Linked DNA regions of Mus musculus: region 1 is linked to region 2. The links are chromatin contacts, called in public HiChIP or PLAC-seq maps. All regions are on one chromosome and are shown on one strand. The core of a region is the stretch at or near the end of the contact, and the rest is flanking DNA. Distances in the headings are between cores, read along the strand shown.

Region 1 (3,608 bases), core at 476-2,975, 460 kb after region 2:
CCTGTAGTGCCTCATGTCTGGTATTTTTGCTACAGCAAGAAGACAGGTAGCTAACACAGCATTGGATCTGATAGGATCTTACTCTGAAAACATCACCTGGTAATTTAGAGCTTTTACAGAAGGCAATCTATGACACTCGGTTTTTATTTCCTTAATTATTTATTCATTTGTTAAATGTTTTAGTGAAAAGTAATGTGCTGAATATTTTATTTAAAAACTAGAATATTATGGCTAAGGGGAAAGATGAATGATACAGGAGGTATCCATATTTAACTAATTTGTGTCTCTAGGTGGTTTCAGAACTTTCTGGAAGCCCAGGAAAACTGGAGGCATAATGAGCCATGAAATAGTTCTTGTCCAAATTGTTGGGTCAGTATCCTAGAGTAAGCTAATATGTGGCTTGTAGCTTTTACACAGTAAGTTTTCACAGAGTTTTAACTGATGTTATTTTTGGTTTAGTTTGGTTTGGTTCTTTCTTTTTATATTTTGTTTTGTTTTGAGACAGGGTCTCATTATATAACTCAACTGTCCTGGAACTCTCTGTGTAGACCAGGCTGAATTCAAACTCACAGAGATTCTCCTTCCTTTTCCTCCTGAGTTCTGGGATTAAAGTCATGTGTCACCATACCAAGTTATACTATATATACATGTGTAGAATGTGATAAAGTTGTGTTAAACCTCACCAGTATTAGCTAGTTTATGTCTGTATATGCACACATATGAACAGGCACACATATAACATGAGTATAGATTTTGAGGGTAGACCTGACCAGTCAGAAGGGGGAAGGATAAGATAATGGGAGTGTTCATATGTGAATAAAGAACCATGATATGTATATACATTAAAAGAATCACCACAAAACCATTATTTTGCATGCTAACTGAGAAATTCATTTTCAAAAGCATGCTCTAGCTAATTGGGAAATCAGAGAATGGTTTTGGAAATAAAGTAATTGAAATTCAAAGCTCAATGAATGGGTTCATCTTAAATAAAACACAAACTAACTGAAAATCGATGGCCACAAAGATAAGATATAAGAAAGAATCAAAATGTTTGAGCAGGAGACAAGACCACAGAATGAGAAAGGAAACAGAAAACAGTTACAGGTCACAAAATGTCAGTATGAAGAGAACACTGTGTGCCTTAGACTATGGAGAGCCGAGCAAAAGACTCATCCTGTGGTGACTATTAAGAGCTTCAGATCAGTTTGAACTAGAATACAGTCCCTCATGTTGTAGTGCCCCCACCAACCATAAAAATATTTGATTGCTAGTTTGTAACTGTAATTTTGCTACTGTTATGATTCGTAATGTAAATATTTTTAGAGAGAGAGGTTTGCCAACATGGTTGCAACCCATAGGTTGAGAACCTCTGCTCGGAGAGTATTCTTCAGAAAGTGAAGAAAACGTTTGGAAGAGATCTATACAAAAATAGTCCATCCATCCTTATCCCTTCGAGCCTTCTTGTCAGAGTCGTGAGGTTGTCACCAATGCAGGGAATTGGAGATCACGGATTGGTCCAGTTAAAAACAGGCAGTGTATCTTCCCCAGCACACCCACCACAGGCTCTGAATTTGGTCTCAGTCCCAGAAAATAGGCTTTGCTGTCTGGCAGTACCCCGTTCGGGCACGGGTTTCACTTTCGGCCATCTCCCACTGCTGTGAGAACCGCAGGTGCGCAAAGCCACATGGGAGAACCACGAAGCGCTCTCCCTCCCTGACAGTGCCATGGGCATCTGAGTTCTTTGTTTTCCTCTGGTGGTTAGGGCTTAAAGGAAAAGACGTTTCCATGCTGCACGCAGTGAGTGCTCATGCAAGAGAAATTGGATTTAATTTGTAAGACAAGGCACCGGAAAGCAGACAGGTGAAAAACAAGCCAAGGACTGTCCCTCCTGCGGTTGCTAGGAGAGAAACCTCCAGCCCTCAGCCATCACTTCCTGCTTGCAGATCTAAATGCCATCAAGTGTGATCATTCCTCCATAGCTTCAATTTAAGGGCCTCTGAATTTCCAGTTTGAGGAGCACATTGATAAGACGTATCTGTTGCTCAGTACAACGATGCCTGTGGGACTTGGGGGAGGGGATATTTAAAAAAGGCCACACTGGAAGTATTAATACGCGTACGGCAGTAAAACATTCAGCTAAAACAGCAATACAACAGACTTCCGATGGGCCTCTGGAGGCATTAGAAGAAGCATCTTCATTCCACAGGCGTGTTCAGCCAGAGATAAATCAACTCTGCACTGCCGAAAAGAAATAGAAGCCTGCTATATCTTCTCTAAAGATTTGTAGGATGCCCAGTTTGGGGAGTGCTGGGGGAAGACTGCGTGTTGTTTTTGAAACTGAGACTTGAATATGGCTGTAATGTTAACCACATTTACTTCTGGCTGGGGAAGCCAGCTTAGCAAGTTTGAGGTCTCTTAAGGTCATTTCTCACCGAGTTGTCTGCCTGACTTTGACATATCCTCTTGCAGGGTGCGATCCTTTTGACACACGTAGTGGGCTCTTTGTATAACCCATGGCCATTTCCATCCATGTCTGTGCATCTTACATGAATTGAAATAAGAGTGGACAGCAGGCGAGGGTCTGTCAAGTGCCAGGGGCTGGAGAGGCGCTTTAAAGAATGGACAGAAAGGGTCTATATGTGTAAAAAGATGGCTCCAAGTGCTGGCATACGGAGTGGGAAGGAGAAGTGTGCACCAGAAAGTTCCAAGTCCATCACTGCCCTCTACCACAGATAGTTTACTTAAAGAAGAAAAAAAATGATGAATAAACAAGATATTTAGAAGACACACATGCAGTCAGGAAGGAGGTATGTTGGGGTGTCCTGCAGGGATGTGCAGGGGAGAGTGGATATAATCAAGACACTCTGTAGAGGCTGTAGAGTTAGCTCAGTGGTTAGGAACACTGGCTGCTCTCACAGAGGACCCAGGTTCACTTTGCAGCACCCACACGGAGGCTCGCAATTACCTGTAAGTCTGGTTCCAGGGGATTTGACATTCTCTTCGGGTCTCAAAGGGCACCGCATGCATGCGGTGCACAGATGTACAGGCAGGCACTTCAACATACACATAAAGTGAAAATAAGAGATTCTTTGAAAAAAAAATCTAGAAGATATGTTGTGTATGTATATGAAAACTTTAAGGACTATATTTTAAAATATTGTTTTTTGTAAGAGAAAATGACACTGAATTCATTACAAATCACTACCAGGCAAGTTTTCTCTCAAGAAGGATAGATTAGTTCATGGTGCTAGAATGGCTAGATTTAGGTTATCCAGAGCTTTCTAAGGTAGGTTAAGGAGATGCACATCACTCAGAGCCTCCACCTGTAGAGTTTCAAGGGCACAGTGATCATGCATATGAAAGAAGGAAGCATGGGTCCAGTTATCTCACCCGTCGTCCTTGACCACGGCTGACCCTTACGCCCCTCCTGATCCTTGCTGTCCAGGTCTGGGATGCAAGGGCAGAAGCACATACTTCTAGATCACAGGTCATGCACCCAACAGCGGCTTGCAAAGCAGTCTAAGATCTGAGAGATCATTATTAGTACAACCGTTCATAACTGCTAGTGCTCATATTCCCCATGACTGCATGGCACCCAAGGAGGT
Region 2 (3,565 bases), core at 517-3,016:
ACCAAGAGTAAAGAACCCCTCCTAAGAAAGCATGGGTCCCTCACAGAATCAACACCTAGAATGGCTGTAGAAAAAGATACCCAAACGGCATCACAGACAAGATGTATTGACACAACCAGTAAGGCTGCCCTAGAGACTACCTGAGAGCCATCAACCACTGAGGATGGGAGACAGGATATTAGCCAGATGCTTCAGGAAGGGGGCTTGGCTTGTTCAGTGACTCTGGGTAGGCATACACTGGCTTCCTGATGAAATACACAGAGTAATGGGATATATTGCACCAGATGTTCCCAGAGTTCTCTGTGTGCACCATGTCTTCCCAGATGACCCATTGAGCAGATTTCGTCTGTCTGAGGTCATCACTGCTGCTCTTTTGGCCCCACACCCTTCCCATAATCCTTTTATTTGTTGCCATAATTCCTTCAGTTATCTATAGCTTCCTGGGCCCTGACTTCCTTCTTCCCCCTGTTTTAATTACCTCAGAGCTATCATAAGGGCCGTGGTCTGGGAGTGGGCATGGAGGAGTCCGTCATGGATAGACTCTGGCTATTTACACATCCACAGGCAGATCACAGAACTGCAGTGTGGTTTCTGGTCAAGTCCTCTTCCTGGCTTGTGGGCTTCTCTGTGCATGCTGTCACCACGGAAAGACAAAGGTTGATCTCTGACATCGGTTAAAAGGAAAAGATATTGATTCTATGGGCTCTGGACTCTCCGTTCACAATCATTTAACCCGAGTTATCTCCTTACAAAGATACAGTGCATGCAGGGAGCAGGAAGGACCTCAGTACAAGAATTTGGGGGAACTCAGTTCAGTCCTAGCAGCCCTGGTGTCAAAGAGCGTGGCCTGGTATTCCTCTCAACCTTCTTCACACACTCTCTTAGCTGTATTCTCTCTGAACTGAAACTTGTGGATGGGGTCTAGTGACAGAAGCACACAAGGACACACACACAAGGACACACACACACTCACACAAGGACACACACACACACTCACACACACTCACACACACACACAAGGACACACACATACTCACACACACTTGTATACACACACACACACACACACACAGTCAGCATCGATGGCTTGAGAGATTGATTGACAAGATATACATATACACCCGCTATAAACTTTATAGTTGGCTCTTGTCCTTGGATCTTCTTGTCTTTCCTAAAATGGTTAATCTTTTAAAAATGAATTATTCTTTATTAGAAGACTTAATGTCACATAGTAAGAACTAATGAAAGACAGAAGATACCAAAGTAAAAATGAAAGTCGCTGTGCATAAATAAATGTATAGAAACAGGAAACAGAACCAAAAATGCAGAGAAGCACAACATTTTCAGTATCATCCCTAATTAGAAGAGAAGATATGCCTGCAAGCAAGCACAAGCAGGAGTGTAAGATTCCTCATAAATGTTCAGATGCTAATCCAATCAACATGACGTTTTTAGGTTTTAAATACAGAGTACATAACTTTTACAGAGATTTAAATATAGGGTAGTTTTGGCTGAAAGTCATTTCCCCCTCCTCTCAAGGGCCCTTTTCTGTTTTCCTGGCATCCAGCTTCCTGCACTCCCACATCGGCATGCACATCTAGAAATTGAAAAGCGAACATTGGTGTCGTTCCGAGCCTGGGTTACCTCACTTAATATAGCGCTTCTTGTCTTTCAGCCAAGGATCTCTCAGTCACTCATTGCTCTCTACAGATGTCCTGTGCCCACATGGCCACACGTGGGTTTGCTCACTGGTGACAGCCGGAGACACGGCACTTTCTGTTCCTTTGCCCTGTGCCTTTGACCCCCCACCTCTGAGCTCACACCTCATGCCTCTCTGTGAGGCAGGACTTCCCTCTTTAACAGCTGCAGTCACAGAGTCTCCTGAAAGTCAGCTAATGCGACTCTTCATGATGGATGTGCTGTCTCTTCCAGTCTCCTGGCAGTGGTTAGTGACAATTGTCAATGTGACAAAGTTTATAGTTTCCTGGGAAGAGTCTCAGAGAGGGGTTCTCAAGAGCCGGTTGGTCTGTGGGCACACCTGTGGAGATTTGTCTCAACTGTCTTAACTGAGGTGAGGAGACCAAGCCTGAAATGGGTGCCACCAATCCCTCCGTTTGAGTCTCCGAATGTGTGAGAAGTCTAGAGTCAGCTGAGTGCAGCCGTGAGTGCATTCAATCCTTCTTTGCTTCTGTGTTTCTCTGCCCACTGGTGTCAAACTTCTGCTGCCTCAACTTACCTTCAATGATGGACTCTGACTGGGAGCCACATGCTAGAATAAAGCTTCTTTCTTAAGATGTTCTTAGCTGAACTTTTTATCACAGCGACAGGAGAGAAGCAAGAGGCTAATGGCGTCAGCGATGGCATGCTTTCACACTTATGACTGCTGCCCATAGAGACCCAAGACCCTTTGCATCCTATCAAAGGTCATCATCTCCATTTCCCATGTTTGTTTTCTCTAAACTTCCTCAACTTTTCCCGGTGCCAGGCATCTGGCTTTCCTGTGGGTGTGGCTTCTTCAGGCTCATTGTAGAGTCAGGCAGTGCTACCTACTGCTGAGAGCTTGGGAGGAAGGACTGGGCTTTGGCCAGCAGTCCTCTGAGGACAGATCTCTATAGGAATGGGCGCAAGCCAAATGTCCTTATGTTACCGCTACAACCCAGAAATGCCCCTTGCGTAGGAAGCTGGGTGTTGCCTGTCTTTGCTCCCCCACTCCTGTGAGTTCCGGGGGTAATTGTGTTCCTCTTGGAAAATACCAGCCCATTTGCAGGCTGATCCAACCTCTCTGGCCTCCTAATGTAGAAGACATTTGGCAGCCGTGACAAGTGACAGAAGATTTCCCGGGTGGGCTCCTGGGATTTCATCTCCAAGGCACAGGCATGCAGGGGACCAGGCTGCTCTTCAGCTTCGCCCTCCATAGCCAGGTGAGGGGAGACAGGATGGGGTTTCAGAGACACTCAGTATGCCATCCAAAGCCTTCTCTGAGCCACAAACTCCTGAGTTTCTGGGGATGGAGCCATGAAAATCTGGGATCCTGCTCAGTCTACTTTAGCACTCAGACAGGATATTAGATGTTTAATATCATTTGGCCACCATACAACTTCTCTTCCTTCTGATTCTAAAGAGTCTAAAGATTTCATTGGGCCCTTCCTTGCTTCCTGATCCATGCCTCTGTCCTCTACATTAGGAACTGAGCCAAACTTTATGGCTTCTGGAAAATTCTAGATGTGTGCTCTCCATGACTCCTTCTTACCAGTGTGTGCATACCACATCACACGCTCACCTGTTCACTAGGAAATAAAATAGTCTTCATTTTATATTAAAAAGAAAACTCTTCTGAAGCCTGCGGCGATGCTCTGTCCAGTCTACAAACTTTAAGGTATGAATATTAAGCCTAAGTATTCAGATGCAGTCAAAAGAGCCAATTGATGTGGCTTTTACTTCCCATCAAAGGCCGCCGCTATCTCACAACACAGAGCCAAATCCTGTAGCCAACCCTGCTTTGCTTCAATCAGATAAATAGGTACCCCAGAGAAAGCCATTTATCTACCCTACTTCCAGATGTCAG

What was found. HiChIP or PLAC-seq counts read pairs in DNA pulled down with a chosen protein or histone mark.
Region 1: a contact with region 2 is called in an H3K4me3 HiChIP or PLAC-seq map of the SCID.adh cell line, with 11 read pairs. The contact joins two enhancer-like sites.

Annotation. Positions count from the first base shown.
Region 1 is chr12:107,045,561-107,049,168 of GRCm38.p6, forward strand. No RefSeq gene overlaps it. Among named protein-coding and RNA genes, the nearest start is that of Gm16086, 52 kb to the right of the region's middle. Within about 2 kb of position 1,726, at least 40 of the 459 cell types and tissues checked have an H3K27ac peak or open chromatin away from gene starts, as enhancers often do. A contact at or near this core is called in the SCID.adh cell line, where this site is marked.
Region 2 is chr12:106,581,360-106,584,924 of GRCm38.p6, forward strand. No RefSeq gene overlaps it. Among named protein-coding and RNA genes, the nearest start is that of Gm46320, 52 kb to the right of the region's middle. Within about 2 kb of position 1,767, at least 9 of the 459 cell types and tissues checked have an H3K27ac peak or open chromatin away from gene starts, as enhancers often do. A contact at or near this core is called in the SCID.adh cell line, where this site is marked.